4 separate regions of the Mus musculus genome follow, and all the other regions are linked to region 1. The links are chromatin contacts, called in public promoter capture Hi-C maps. All regions are on one chromosome and are shown on one strand. Each heading gives the region's core, a stretch centred on a gene start, on an enhancer-like site or on the middle of the called end of the contact. The rest is flanking DNA. Distances are from core to core; before and after follow the strand shown.

Region 1 (3,230 bases), core at 717-3,216:
GTGAATTCTTCCTCTTGAAAGGTCAGGCAGTTTATAAAACTGATCCCTCTTTTAATTTGTACTCTGATGACTGCCCAGGAATGTTTTCTATCTGGCGTATATCGCTGTAGGCAGTTCTAGCTGGGAGCTGGCTGATGCTTCCTTACTGTGGTCCCACATCAGGTGTGTGATGCCAGGCAGATGATACTGCTTCGAGCCTTAGTTTCTTGTTTTGCAAACAGAAGTGACAGCTTTACGAGAAAGGCAGTTGTGAGCTTGGAGGAAGAGCTTTGAAAATCGAGCCAGCCAACAAGGCTGGCTGGTTCTTCCCCCATTTACACTTGTACTTCCTCCTCCAAGGGTTTGGAGATCTCAGTCCTCAACCTTCTGGGTCTAAAACACCCGGCGGATGCTGGTGGATGCTTGGCGCCAAGTCCTGTCTCCAGCTGCAGCAGCTCCTGGCTCTAAGTCCCTGCTAGGAAGCAAATGTTCTAGATTCTGCTGAGGTCGCTTCCTCTGGTTGGTCTTGTGACTTTGAGCTTGCTGCTGGATAGCCCTGGGCCTCTCTTCTACCATCTGTGAGAGTGTGAGTTGACCTCTGCACAATGAGGTGGACGCCCATTTTTCCAGCCTGTTCTTATTTCCCAGAAAGGACACGTGGTTCTTCAATTGTACAAGTATTGTACATCTTTCTCAAGAAAAAGAGAAACAAGAAAAGAAGAACGATTCCCAATAATATGACCTAGAAACGCTGCATAAGTTATGAACATGTTTATTCCACAACTTGGAAATAATCATTGCAAACATTGGTCTGTAAGTTTCCTGTGTTGGGGGTGGGTGTGTGTTGTTGAGGTCTCACACAGTCCACACTAGCCTCAAGCTATATGGTCACTAGCTCTACGGCTGAGCATGTCTTGAACTCCTGATCCTGCTATGCCTCCTGAGTGCTGGGATTCCAGCTCGCTTTGACACCTTCTTCCTCCCTTCTCTGACTGAGTCTGGCTGTGCAGCTCAGGCTGGCTTTGGACAATGGAGCTCTTCTACCTCCTGAGTGCTAGGATTTGGGCAGACCCCACCCTACCCCACCCAACCTTGTTTTGACCTATCTGCTAGGCAGAGGATCTATCTTTAACAATGAGTCATACTGAAGAGAAAACCTTTCCCACTTAGCATCCTGTAGATGCCTGTTTCCTTTGTGAAAGACCAAATCTCCCTAACTCCCTGATTTCGTCAAGCCCCTCCTCCCCCGCCCTCCCGAACCCTGCCCTAGGATCTAATCTGTGGGACTGAGATTCCAGGGTCCCTGTTTGAGCTCTCTTCTACGGCTTGACAGATTTTGTCTAAATGTAGATGTGCTTGGCTCACATCTGGACCAGGAACCCTTGCTCCAGAAACTTTTGACCTTCTTTTACTTTGTCTGTGAATGGCACTGAAAATTTTCACTCCATCCACTTAGCCCTCATTCATCCATCCACTCACTCACCCATCCATCCATCTGGCCCCCCATCATCCATCTATCCAGCCAGCCAGCCACTTACCCATCCATCCACCTATACCGCCATCCAACCATCCACTCACTCACCCACTTACACACCCACTTATCCATCCATCTAATACCCCCCCCCCACCATCACCACACACACACACATCCATCCCATAATTAACCGCTGCAATTTCCTTGACTACTTTCTGATTTCCTTCCAGGGAGCGGAAAGTTGAATTAAGTGATTCTCTTTTGGGAGCTGGGGCTAGACTTTATATATATATTCCCACCATCGCGGTGCAGATGATATTAAGTCTCCTCTTCTAGACATCAAGGCCTCGCCCTCCTCGCCCACTTGGAGAGAAGCGGGGGAGGGAGAGCATGGACGGTCCGGCATCGGGACCCAGGGGGCACAACGACCTGCCCCAAGTCTGGAGGACCTAGAAGCCTAAGCAGGAAAACCCTTCCCCGAGGCGGGCGGAGGCGTGCGCGGCACCGCCCCCGGGGCGGGCTCAGTGCGTGGCAGCGCCCGCCGGCCCCGTCGCGAAGTTTCCAGTTCAGCTTCTGTCTCAGTGCCGGCGGGTTGTTCCCGAGACTCCGCTATGCGGTCCCTGCTGCTCCTGGCCCCGTTGGCCTGGCTTCTTCTGGTCCAGGCGAAGGATGACGCCAAGCTAGAGGGTGAGGACGCGGCGGCGGAGCTGTGCCTGGCCGTCTGTCTCGCCGAGGACCGGGGTGTCCAGGCGACCTGGGCTGGAAGGGGGGGAGCCGGGGAGCTGGGTTGCGGTCATCTGTCCACTTGCCCGCGGGTGACTCCGGTAGATCACTTCCTCTCATGGGGTCGGGATTCCTAGGTTTGTGCTGCGGGCAGAGGAGGGGACAGCCGAAGTACACTCTCCCCTTGCGCGCCCCCTACCCTCATTTGGCGCTCAGAGGAGTCCATGATCACAATTCCCATAATAAGTAGCAAGACTCCCGTTTATCGTACACGATCTGCTGCAGCCTGGCCTCACTAGTTAAGCACCAGTTAAATACGTTTGCTGGAAGTGTTTTCTTATGTTAACCCCGTTTTCCAGCTTTACAAACTGAGGCTCCAAATCAGCCGCATTCTCCAGGGCATCCTGTTTTCTTCCACCCATGTTGCTGGAGACATGGGAGTTGGCCTGAACATGGTGGGTGGTAGGAATGTGGAGGGCTCCGGTGGGTGAGCCCTGTTGGTAAGAGCACTTGCCTAGCTCGCATGCAGCCCAGGGTTTGGTCCCCAGCGCTGCATAAACTAAACATAGTTGTGCATGCTTATAACCCCAGTACTCAGGGAGGTTGAAGCAGGGTTATCAGAAGTCCAAGGTCATCCTCAACTACACGAAGGGTTAAAGTCAGTCTAGACTACATGAGACCCTGACCAAAAAGGAAAGAAAGGAAGAAAAAAAAAAAAAAAAAAAAAAGGAAAGGAAAAGAACCTGGCTTTGAAACCCATGTGCTGGGAGCCACAGGTTTTTGCATGCCTGCTCCGTCTTCCATCTGTGCTCAGTTATACATAGGGTCACACGCCTTTCGCGTTGGTGATGCACAGTTTTTGAGAAGCTTGGTATTTTAGACTCCAACACAGAGTGGCAAGACCTCATTTCTAGAGATCACAAGAGATTCCTCAAATAAGACCAGCCCCTGAGTCCCCTTAAAGTCAAGGCTCTGGGCATTTTCTCTCCAAGCTCAGAGCAGCTAGGTTTGTTGTTGTTGTTGTTTTGGGGTTTTTTTGTTTGTTTGTTTGTTT
Region 2 (2,926 bases), core at 363-2,862, 6.0 Mb before region 1:
GTCTCCATTCTTGTCTTGGATTTTTTTTTTGTTTGTTTTTATTTTTGGGACAGAGTCTCTTATTTAGGCCTGACTGGCCTAGAACTTGTTATGTAGTCTAGACTGGCCTCAAACTCACAGAGATTCTCCTGCCTCTGCATCCCAAGTACTAGGATTAAAGGTATGTGACACTATGCCCGGTTATGACTTGAATTCTAGAGAATAGTCAAATCTAACGAACTTCTCCAGTGCCTTGACCAGACCCTGTGTCTTCAAGAGCCCGTGTCAGGTGTGGTAGTGCATGCCTTTGATCCCAGAACTTGGAGGATCTCGGAGTTTGAGGTCAGTATGGTCTATATGTAGTAGTTCTAGGGCTACACAGTGAGACAGTCTCAAAAAAAAAAAAAAAAAAACAAAAACCAAAAAACAAGCAAGCAAACAAACAAACAAACAAAAATCAGGTCTGTCTACCTCGTCTCTGTGGTGCATAGAACAGAATGTTAACAGCAGATACAAGTGTATGCCCAATAAAACTAAAACAAAGTACGGGTACTGAAGATCCCTGCAGGAGGGCTGTGGGGGCAGCGTGGCCAAAACACTGGGGCCTCAATAAGGACATCTACAAAATGTACATTTTCAGCCGATGCACTCACTGGAGCCCTTCCACCTCCTGTTCCTTCCCGCCTCACAAAGCCCACCACAGATCTGGATCTGTGCAATGCTGTGTTACTAGCTGGTTACCACAGGCGGCTGGTGTTCCAGCTGCCACTAGGGCAGCCACAGCCAGCAGTGTCAATTGACATTTACCCTAGCATTGCTTATAAACTAAGCCCCAACTCTTCTATTTTTGGTTATGAACTTACCCTGTCATCTTTCCAACCAGAAACCCGAACTCAATGTAGCAACTTCCAAACATTTTGTTACAAGGATATGAAAAGTGTTTCCAGTTTTCTTTTCAAGAAAACGTAAATGTTACAATATTAAGTAATGATCTGGGGCCAAGTAATTTTAAGGACTGAGAGTGCTTTAGAGAATCTTAACGCTTAAAAAGCACAACAAACCAAACCCAGCGAACAAACAAAACCCCCAAACGACACGGATCGAAGTGTAGCCTACCCGGAGCCAGAGCTACAGTCTTTAGTCTCGTGGCAACTGCTCCTGTTCAGTAACGCATGCAGACGAGGACAAGGCGGGGCTCGAATCCGATTCCGGACACGAAGGCTGAGATGCGCTGCAGGGAGGCCTGGAACAGGCACTGGCCGCGCAGTCCCTCCAAGGCCAGGTGTCAGGGAGCCTCCGCCCCGGGTGCCTGCCGAAGACCGAGGCCACGCAGGGTCACAGAGCGCCGCGGAAACGACCAGGCGGGGCCGCTGCGATGTCGGCCTCCGCTATCTTCGGAGGGGTCTCGGTCCAGCCGCCCCCACCCCGGGCCTCTGAGGAGGGCAGCAGAGGAGCAGCCCGGGCTGCCTCTGCCCAGGGCCCGGGCCGCAGCTGCGCTCCCATAGCAACCAGGCCGGCCCGCGCGGTACGCCTGCGCGTCCGCCCGCCGGCGCCTGCGTGCGCATCCAGGCCTCGAGGATTCTGGCTGGGGACAGGTCCTGCAGTCGGACGTTTCCGGTTGCACCTACCTACGTAGAGAAAAGAGTTCCGGGCCGCGTCTACGCACCACAGTTCCGGGCAGGAACGTTACAAGTCCAGTGTCGCTACGGTACCGCAGCCCTGCAATGTGCGCGGTGCTCCGCCAACCCAAATGCGTCAAGTTGCGAGCCCTACATAGCGCCTGCAAGTTCGGCGTGGCGGCCCGGAGCTGCCAGGAGCTGCTGCGTAAGGGCTGCGTCCGCTTCCAGGTGGGTCTTGCATTCCGGGCAAGCACTGCGCGGCGGGCACCTTGGCTTCCACCCCTACGATTTCCATCCTCTTGGGTGGGCTTGGACAGGCGCTAGGCTTCTACAGTACGCAGAGCTGGCTGTCTGGAAGCCAAGACTGTTGTGGGACAAGCTGATCTTCTTGTCCTCCAGCTCCCGATGCCCGGTTCCCGGCTGTGCCTGTACGAAGATGGCACGGAGGTGACGGACGACTGCTTCCCGGGCCTTCCCAACGACGCTGAGCTCCTATTGCTCACCGCTGGCGAGACCTGGCATGGCTGTGAGTAGGAACACTTTGGAGATGGGAGGGACCTACACGGTTTAAAGCCTCGTCGAGGGGCCCGGGCAGGAACCCAGAAGATCTGGTTAAAGGCTCTGAATGCCAAAAGCTTTTGCTGAAGAACTTTGATTTTAATTTTGAAACTGCCAAGGGCAAGGGAAGGATTGAGACTGGGGTCGGTGCTGCTGTGCTGTGCTGTGCTGTGCTGTGGTGTGCTGTGCTGTGCTGTGGTGTGCTGTGCTGTGCTGTGCTGTGCTGTGCTGTGCTGTGCTGTGGTGTGCTGTGCTGTGCTGTGGTGTGCTGTGCTGTGCTGTGCTGTGGTGTGCTGTGCTGTGCTGTGCTGTGCTGGGTTGGGCTGGGCTGGGCTGGGCAGGGCAGGGCAGGGCAGGGCAGGGCAGGGCAGGGCAGGGCAGGGCAGGGCAGGGCAGGTCTTGGTTCCATTCACTGTTGCTCCGGGCTGTACTTCGACCAGTGTGCTGAAATGCTCTCAGGTATCATGGTTTTCATTCAGGCTATTCTAGGTAGGTGTGATGACAGATCATTGTAGTCTTAATCCGAATTTCCCTGGTGGCTAATGGGATTGGGTATTATCTTCCTATTTACCACTTGAAGGCACTCTTCAGAGAAGCGATTCTTCGCGTTTTTTGTGTTTCTTAGTCGGATTTATAAAGCTGTTTAAATATTTAGCCCCCCCCCCCTCCAGAATATCTTGGTTATGACTTCGATGTAAGATAGTGTGGTTTTCAAATATCTCCCGCTGTGTAGCTTTTCACTGTCTTTATTGAAACTGAGCTCCAACCAC
Region 3 (2,949 bases), core at 317-2,816, 7.9 Mb before region 1:
ACTGTCAGTCTAGGTCCAAGGGAGTGCCCATATTCACCTGCTTCTTCTTCAAACGTCCTTCCCGGACCTTGCGACGTAGAAACCGGGTCCTTTTGACCAGTTTACGGTACTTGTGGTGGTTCATCTTTCGCCTTCGGATCTTCAGCACGTTTTTGCACTGCACTGGAGTGGCATCCCAGGCTTCCCTGACTCCCTGCTGGGCTTCCTCCTCCCCCTGCCTAGGTGGACATTCGTAGAACTGGGAGGGAGCCAGAGTCACTGGGACCTCGACATTCCGTCTGGGCAATAAGTATTGAGCAGTCAGCCAGCTCTCTAGAGGACTGATGGCCATCTTCCTGGGGACCAGGAACTCCTCAAGCTCTGACTGGGTCCTCTTACCAGGGAGGGAGGCAGCCCGACTTGGGCTTGCAGGCTGCAAACTGTAAAGGGGTCGAAAAGCATAGCTGCCAATCACCCCGGAGCCAGGGCAGGAACGACTGAAACCTGGGGAAACAACACAGTTGCTACTAGTGCCATCACAGCAGATCAGAACACCACTACTACCCAGGCTAGGGCAACATGTAGACCCAAATGGTAAGGCCTGCCCCTTATCCTTCCGTCTGGAGTTGTGATGTGCTCCTACATACTACATGCAAGCTCGCAGGAAAAGGTTTGTGCCCAGGCTCTTATTCCCAGTAGCGACAGGAGACTACTGAAGGCGAGCTGGGCCGCGATGATTCCCATCCCCAAGTCAGGTGTGGATTCCGCGTCCAGGGGCGTCTTACCTGCCCAGGGAACAACAGTCCTGGCCAGCCGTGAAGTCAGGCGCGCCAGGAACATGGTGAGCAGTTGGTCCGGCGGCAGCGCTCAAAGCTAGAACACAGGAACCAGCTGAGGTCACGCAGCGGCGACGGGCAGTGCTCTCGGCCGCAGGCCTCGCATATCCCATCACCCTGGGTCCCCCTGACCCGCGATAAGGAGACATCTTCAAAAGTCGCTCTGAGCGCAAATCCTGTCCCTACTTCTCTCCACCAGCGTGGTCGCTGTAAGCCGCCCACCCACGGTTCCCGCTCAGGCAGCGAAACCCACAGCGCAGGACGATATCGACGCTCGCACGCACCAAACAGACGCAGGCCAAGCGAGCTCCGCCGCCGCTCATCATCTGAGCCCCGCAACAGGCCCACCGAATCCCGGAAGTTAGGACCGATCAGGTCGCCTCTGACCTCGACCACTTCCGGTCCCTGGTCCTACGCAGCGCCCTCTGGTGCCCGGCTCTGCGCTAACTCGATCCTTGCGTGCCCGAAGGCGATCGCTTCCGGTTGGAGGGGACGCTTCCCCTGCCGCTGTTGTCCAGCAGCAACAACGTTCCGGGTAAAAAGTGCCCACACCCGACACCCACCACAATCCCGGAGAGTGCTCTCTGCGTGCACGCGGACTTTACAGTATATATATATATATTTTTTTCCTTTCGTCTCTCCCAAGCCGGTTAGCCTCCGGGTACCGCCATGGACCGTAGGACTGCGGAAGTGACAAGTGGCGCTCCTCCTGTTAGGGCGGCAGGTCGTTTAATAGTCCTGTGGGATAGGCTGGCTGCAGAATGGGGCGCTCTGCTTCTTGAGGCCTCAGAAACTCCGCCCTGTTCCTGCTCCGCGGTCCTACCCTGCCGCTAATCTCAAGTGAAAAAAGTCCTAATTTCTTTAGTGTGCCCTGAGGAAAAAAAAATTTTTTTTAAAGATTTATTTATTTTTTATTATATATAAGTACACTGTAGCTGTCTTCAGACACTCCAGAAGAGGGAGTCAGATCTCATTACGGATGGTTGTGAGCCACCATGTGGTTGCTGGGATTTGAACTTCGGACCTTCGGAAGAGCAGTCGGGTGCTCTTACCCACTGAGCCATCTCACCAGCCCCCTGAGGAAAAATTTAAATATCCTCACACACACGTTAATTTTTATCCCAAAACTTAAAAGCAGCTTCTTCAGAATACGGCTGCTGCTTTCCTTGGCAAGAGCCTAGCAATCCACTGCACCTCAGTGTGGACCAGAAAGTCCTGCTGGCTCCGATGGACAGGGGTGCAAGACTAGGGTTCTCCTTCATTTGAGAAACTACGTATGCCTCGCATGAGGGATTTCTGTGGATTCTTAACACAAAGTGGCCAAATATCTCATTCTCAGGCATTAACCTAGCTAAAGTTACATAAACCAATAAGAGGGCAGAAATTGCAGGCTGTCGTCCCAGCTGTGTAACTGAGGTCACAAAGTGATGTTGCGTGTACCCTACCTTCGAGAGGGGATGCTGGAGATATTTGTCTTTTCTAATGATGTTTCGAGAGGGGAGGCACAATGTGCACCTGCATATGCCACAGCACACATGGAGTCATTTCTCTTCTTCCACATTTAAGGAAGTGAATTCCAGGGATCTCATTCAAGTTGTCGGGTTTATGTGGCAAGCACTTAACCACTGCGCTAGCCCAAACAGGAAGGTTTATGCATTTTAGTCTGTCTTTAGTTCAGACTCTCACCCTGGGTTTAGCCACAAAAGGCAAATGGAGTCTCTAGATTCCAGCCCTCACCTTGGTGCTCCCAGTCCTCAACATGGCCAGCTTTTATTTGATGTGTTTCTCCTTGGATTGCATAACTAAAGGTTCAAGGAGATGAATAAAAGTAAATAAATCCATCAGAGAAATGGTCATGTTCACAACAACCCGTATCGGGACAGGTCTTTGTAGAGTCAGGGACAATAAGAGAAAGGGCAAGTGGAAACAAGTTTTGGAAAGAGACCAAGCAAAGCATCCTCCTTACACAATCCCGGGAACTAGCAAGTTTCTAGTCTTCCAGGAGGTGAGTAAAGCCAACCTTGTTAAGATCCCTATACTTTCCTGGGTGGTGGTGGCCCACGCCTTTAATCCCAGCACTTGGGAAACAGAGTCAGATGGATCTCTTTTGAGTTGCAAGGCCAGCCTGGTCTAC
Region 4 (3,185 bases), core at 24-2,523, 6.0 Mb before region 1:
TTTGTGACACAGGAGGGAGAGGATAATAAACACATGGCCAGGCCACCTCCCGGGGCAGTTCTCATCCTGGAGGTACCAGTAAAAAACAACTGCTTATTCTGCAGAAACAGTATGTGAACCACGGTGAGATCACTACCTGCACGAAACAAAATGCCAGCTAAGAAAATCCATACCCAGAAAACCTGTCCTCTAAGATGAAGGTGAGAATAAAGGAATTTCCAGATGCAAATGGGTGTGTGTGTGGAGGGGGGAGGGGGTGTTGCTTTAGAACCACCGGGAGTTCTAGCTGAAGCTAAGGACCCAATCAGTAATCCAGGTACAAAGGGCACCCTCGACCCCCAAGGAAAGTCCCTAACATAAAATTATCTTAAACATACTTCTCTGAACAGGCAAAAGAGGCACGTGCTAGCAACAGGCAGGAACAAACAAAGGGGGAGGGTCCGAGGGGCCCTTGCTGGCCTGAGGAAGTGGCTGCAAAGGGTAAAGTAAGGATTGCAAGGCTGCACTGTCAACAGACAGCTAACGGAAAGTGGGAGAGAACCTCACAAGAGTTAGACCCTTCTGTGTCTCACTGGAACCGAGGCGCGCAAAGAAGTAAAAAACACAGCGGGGAACTATTAAACCTTAATAAAGTCTCCTTATGCAAGGGAGGGGCAGCAACCATGACCACTGACACGGGGAACAGTTATTGTCAGCCTCGCTACACACAAACGTCTGCGCAACGCAAGAGGCAGGGACGTCAGCCTGGACTTTGGCTAGCGGTGCAGGGCAGACACACTTCAGGCTAAGGGACTCACTGTCCCTGCCATGCTCGTTCGGCCAGAGACCCTTTGCAGCCGGGGTTTAGGTCCCAGTCACCCTAGCTCCCGTCCCACTGCCCGCCCTCAGCCCAGGTTACACACGACACAGGGGCTTGGCTGAGCTCGCTCGGCTGCAGCACGCCCATCTGTGGGCAGTGCGAGAGGCCAGGAAGCCCGGGCAGTAGCCCGCACGGCCGAGGGCAAAGCTCGGGTCCCGGTGGCCCTCACCCCGGGGAGCGAGCCTGGAGCCCCGCGCCTGGGGCGGGTGGAGGTGCCTGGAGTGCGGGTTCCCCTCCCAGGGGCGGGGCTCGAGGCGCCCGCCCCCCGCCGGCTCCCCTGGGAGAGTGCGGCTCGGCGGCGCGCACCCCGCCTGCGGGGGCCCCTCACCTTCCTGCTCCTCATGAGTGAGCGCCCCGGCCTAACGCTCCTCCGCCAAGTCTCAATCGCGCGGCTCTGAGCGCGCGCGCGGCGTCTGATGTCATCGCCACGTCACCAATCAGGGGCCGGCGTCTCCAGGTCACGTGCTCTCCGCGTGCAGAGCGGGCAGCGCGCGCCTCCCCGACGGACGGCGAGCCGCGGGCGGAGCGCCGGAAGCTGGGCAAGGTTCCCGCCACGCTGGGAAAGGGACGTCTCCTTCGCGCGGAGGCCCGCCCGTTTTGGCCGCCATGTTTGGGAAGGGCACATCCCTGGGACCCCCGTCGCCGCCATGTTTGAGAAGGGCGGCTGCCTTGCTGCAGGCCTGTGCTCTCGGGTCTCAGGCCACCTTCAGCTCGGGTTCCCCTTCACCCCGAGGGAGGCGTTAGACCGGCCTAGCTCTGCCATCTGCCGGCACCTCACAGTCCACGTGTGAACTCTATGGTGGGAAGAGAGAGGAGACTCTTGCTACGTATCCTCTGACAATTACTGACACTCCCGAGTTACTCCCCATCTCAATAAATATAATAACAAATTGTTAGCATTCTGTCTAAACTCCACCCACAATATGCTCCTCCCCACAGTTAACTGGCCTGACCCACTTTTATAGGGGCTGCTTGTCCCCTCCTCCCTCTCTTAGTCTTGCTTCCCTCTTGCTTCTCTTCCTTGCTCTTGCTCTCCCCTTCCCCATTCCCTTCCCTTTCCACTCTCTCCAAGTGCTCATAGCCATGGCTGGCCTCTACTTCTCTACTCTCTCCCTCTCTCTGCCTTTCTCTGCCTCAATTACCCTCTTAACTCCTGTCTACCTTGAATAAACTCTATTCTATACTATACCATCGTGTGGCTGCTCCCTCAGGAGGAAGGGATGCCTCAGCATGGGCCCGCTGAGACATTCCCTTCCTCTAAACCTCACCACACCCCTATAGGACATATTCTTTCTGTCTTTATCTTTTTATAAACACATCAATAATAATGATGATAAATATTATAATTAGCTTCAAATACACATGAAACCTTTGGCCTCAGCCTCTGGTCCTGCTGGACAGCCTGGACAGGTAACCCTGGTCGCAGAACTCACAAAATGAACCAGACAGACATCACTGTTTTGACATCTTAAGGGTGAGACCAGAGAGTAAACTGCTCTAGGGTTTGGTTTCCCTTACATCCTGGAAGTCCTTGTCCTCTGCTCTGCCTGACCAGCTCTCTCCAAGCCCACTCCTCTCTCTCTCCAAGCCTGCTCCTCTCTCCAAGCCCACTCCTCTCTTCAGTGCAATAAAAAGGAGACAAGCATGTAAAGATACCGTCTGCACTGCAGAGCTGCACAGGCTCCTCTGTCTTTAGAAAAGCCCCTCTAAGTATTACAGATGGATGGATCAGGCTGCTGGGAGATTAGGCTTTGGGCAGGGAGCCAAGCACCTTGCCGCTTCAGCATGCTGGTGCCCTCTGCTCACCTTCCTGGTTGGTGTTCCCTCCTCCTCAGCCTCATGCATCTTTACCGTTACTTCTCACGACACTTGGAAGGGGACTGGCAGATGTGTGACTGGCAGGAAATCCATTGGAAAGGAAATTAATATAATCGCAGCCAGCCATTAAAAACCAGCATGCGCCGTGACACAAGGAACCTGCCAGGTCGTCACTGTGGTTAATTCTAAGCAAGGACAGTGATTTCTCTCTGTTGTTCAGTGTGCTCAGGAGCAGCCAGTTCCTGCTTCTATCGGGTTTTGGGGTTGGTGTCTGTCAGGAGACGTACTGCTTCACGGCTAACACCCCCAAAGCCTCATGGCCTTGGTTTGCTTTGATTCTATTTAAAATTTACCTTATTTTACTTTACTGTTAAGTGTGTTTTGCCTGCATCTGTGTTTGCACCACGTTTGTGCCTGAAGTTCTTGGAGGTCATAAGATGGCTCTGGGTTCCCTGGGATTGGAGTTATGGATGTGTGCTAGCCACATGTGGGTGCTGGGAACCGAATC

What was found. Promoter capture Hi-C pulls out the DNA fragments that hold promoters and counts their contacts.
Region 2: a contact with region 1 is called in a promoter capture Hi-C map of frontonasal cranial neural crest. The contact joins the promoter of Dffb here to the promoter of Plod1 in region 1. A contact is called at or near these places in 3 of 39 promoter capture datasets (cranial neural crest, frontonasal cranial neural crest and pre-B cells) and 1 of 484 Hi-C or Micro-C datasets (CD8 T cells).
Region 3: a contact with region 1 is called in a promoter capture Hi-C map of pre-B cells. The contact joins the promoter of Aurkaip1 here to the promoter of Plod1 in region 1. A contact is called at or near these places in 3 of 39 promoter capture datasets (cranial neural crest, pre-B cells and second pharyngeal arch cranial neural crest).
Region 4: a contact with region 1 is called in a promoter capture Hi-C map of pre-B cells. The contact joins the promoter of A430005L14Rik here to the promoter of Plod1 in region 1. A contact is called at or near these places in 2 of 39 promoter capture datasets (cranial neural crest and pre-B cells) and 1 of 484 Hi-C or Micro-C datasets (CD8 T cells).

What each region holds. Positions count from the first base shown.
Region 1 is chr4:147,935,512-147,938,741 of GRCm38.p6, reverse strand. Plod1 (procollagen-lysine, 2-oxoglutarate 5-dioxygenase 1) reads left to right here and starts at 1,966. Exons shown (of 19, transcript NM_011122.3): 1 at 1,966-2,140. The coding sequence starts at 2,065.
Region 2 is chr4:153,973,767-153,976,692 of GRCm38.p6, reverse strand. It overlaps Dffb (DNA fragmentation factor, beta subunit), which reads left to right and starts at 1,612. Exons shown (of 7, transcript NM_007859.4): 1 at 1,612-1,826; 2 at 1,998-2,124. The coding sequence starts at 1,704. Cep104 (centrosomal protein 104) reads right to left here and starts at 1,132. Exons shown (of 22, transcript NM_177673.2): 1 at 1,096-1,132.
Region 3 is chr4:155,829,886-155,832,834 of GRCm38.p6, reverse strand. It overlaps Aurkaip1 (aurora kinase A interacting protein 1), which reads right to left and starts at 1,566. Exons shown (of 4, transcript NM_025338.4): 1 at 1,100-1,566; 2 at 765-852; 3 at 38-483. The coding sequence starts at 819.
Region 4 is chr4:153,955,325-153,958,509 of GRCm38.p6, reverse strand. It overlaps A430005L14Rik (RIKEN cDNA A430005L14 gene), which reads right to left and starts at 1,273. Exons shown (of 4, transcript NM_175287.4): 1 at 1,188-1,273. The coding sequence starts at 1,202.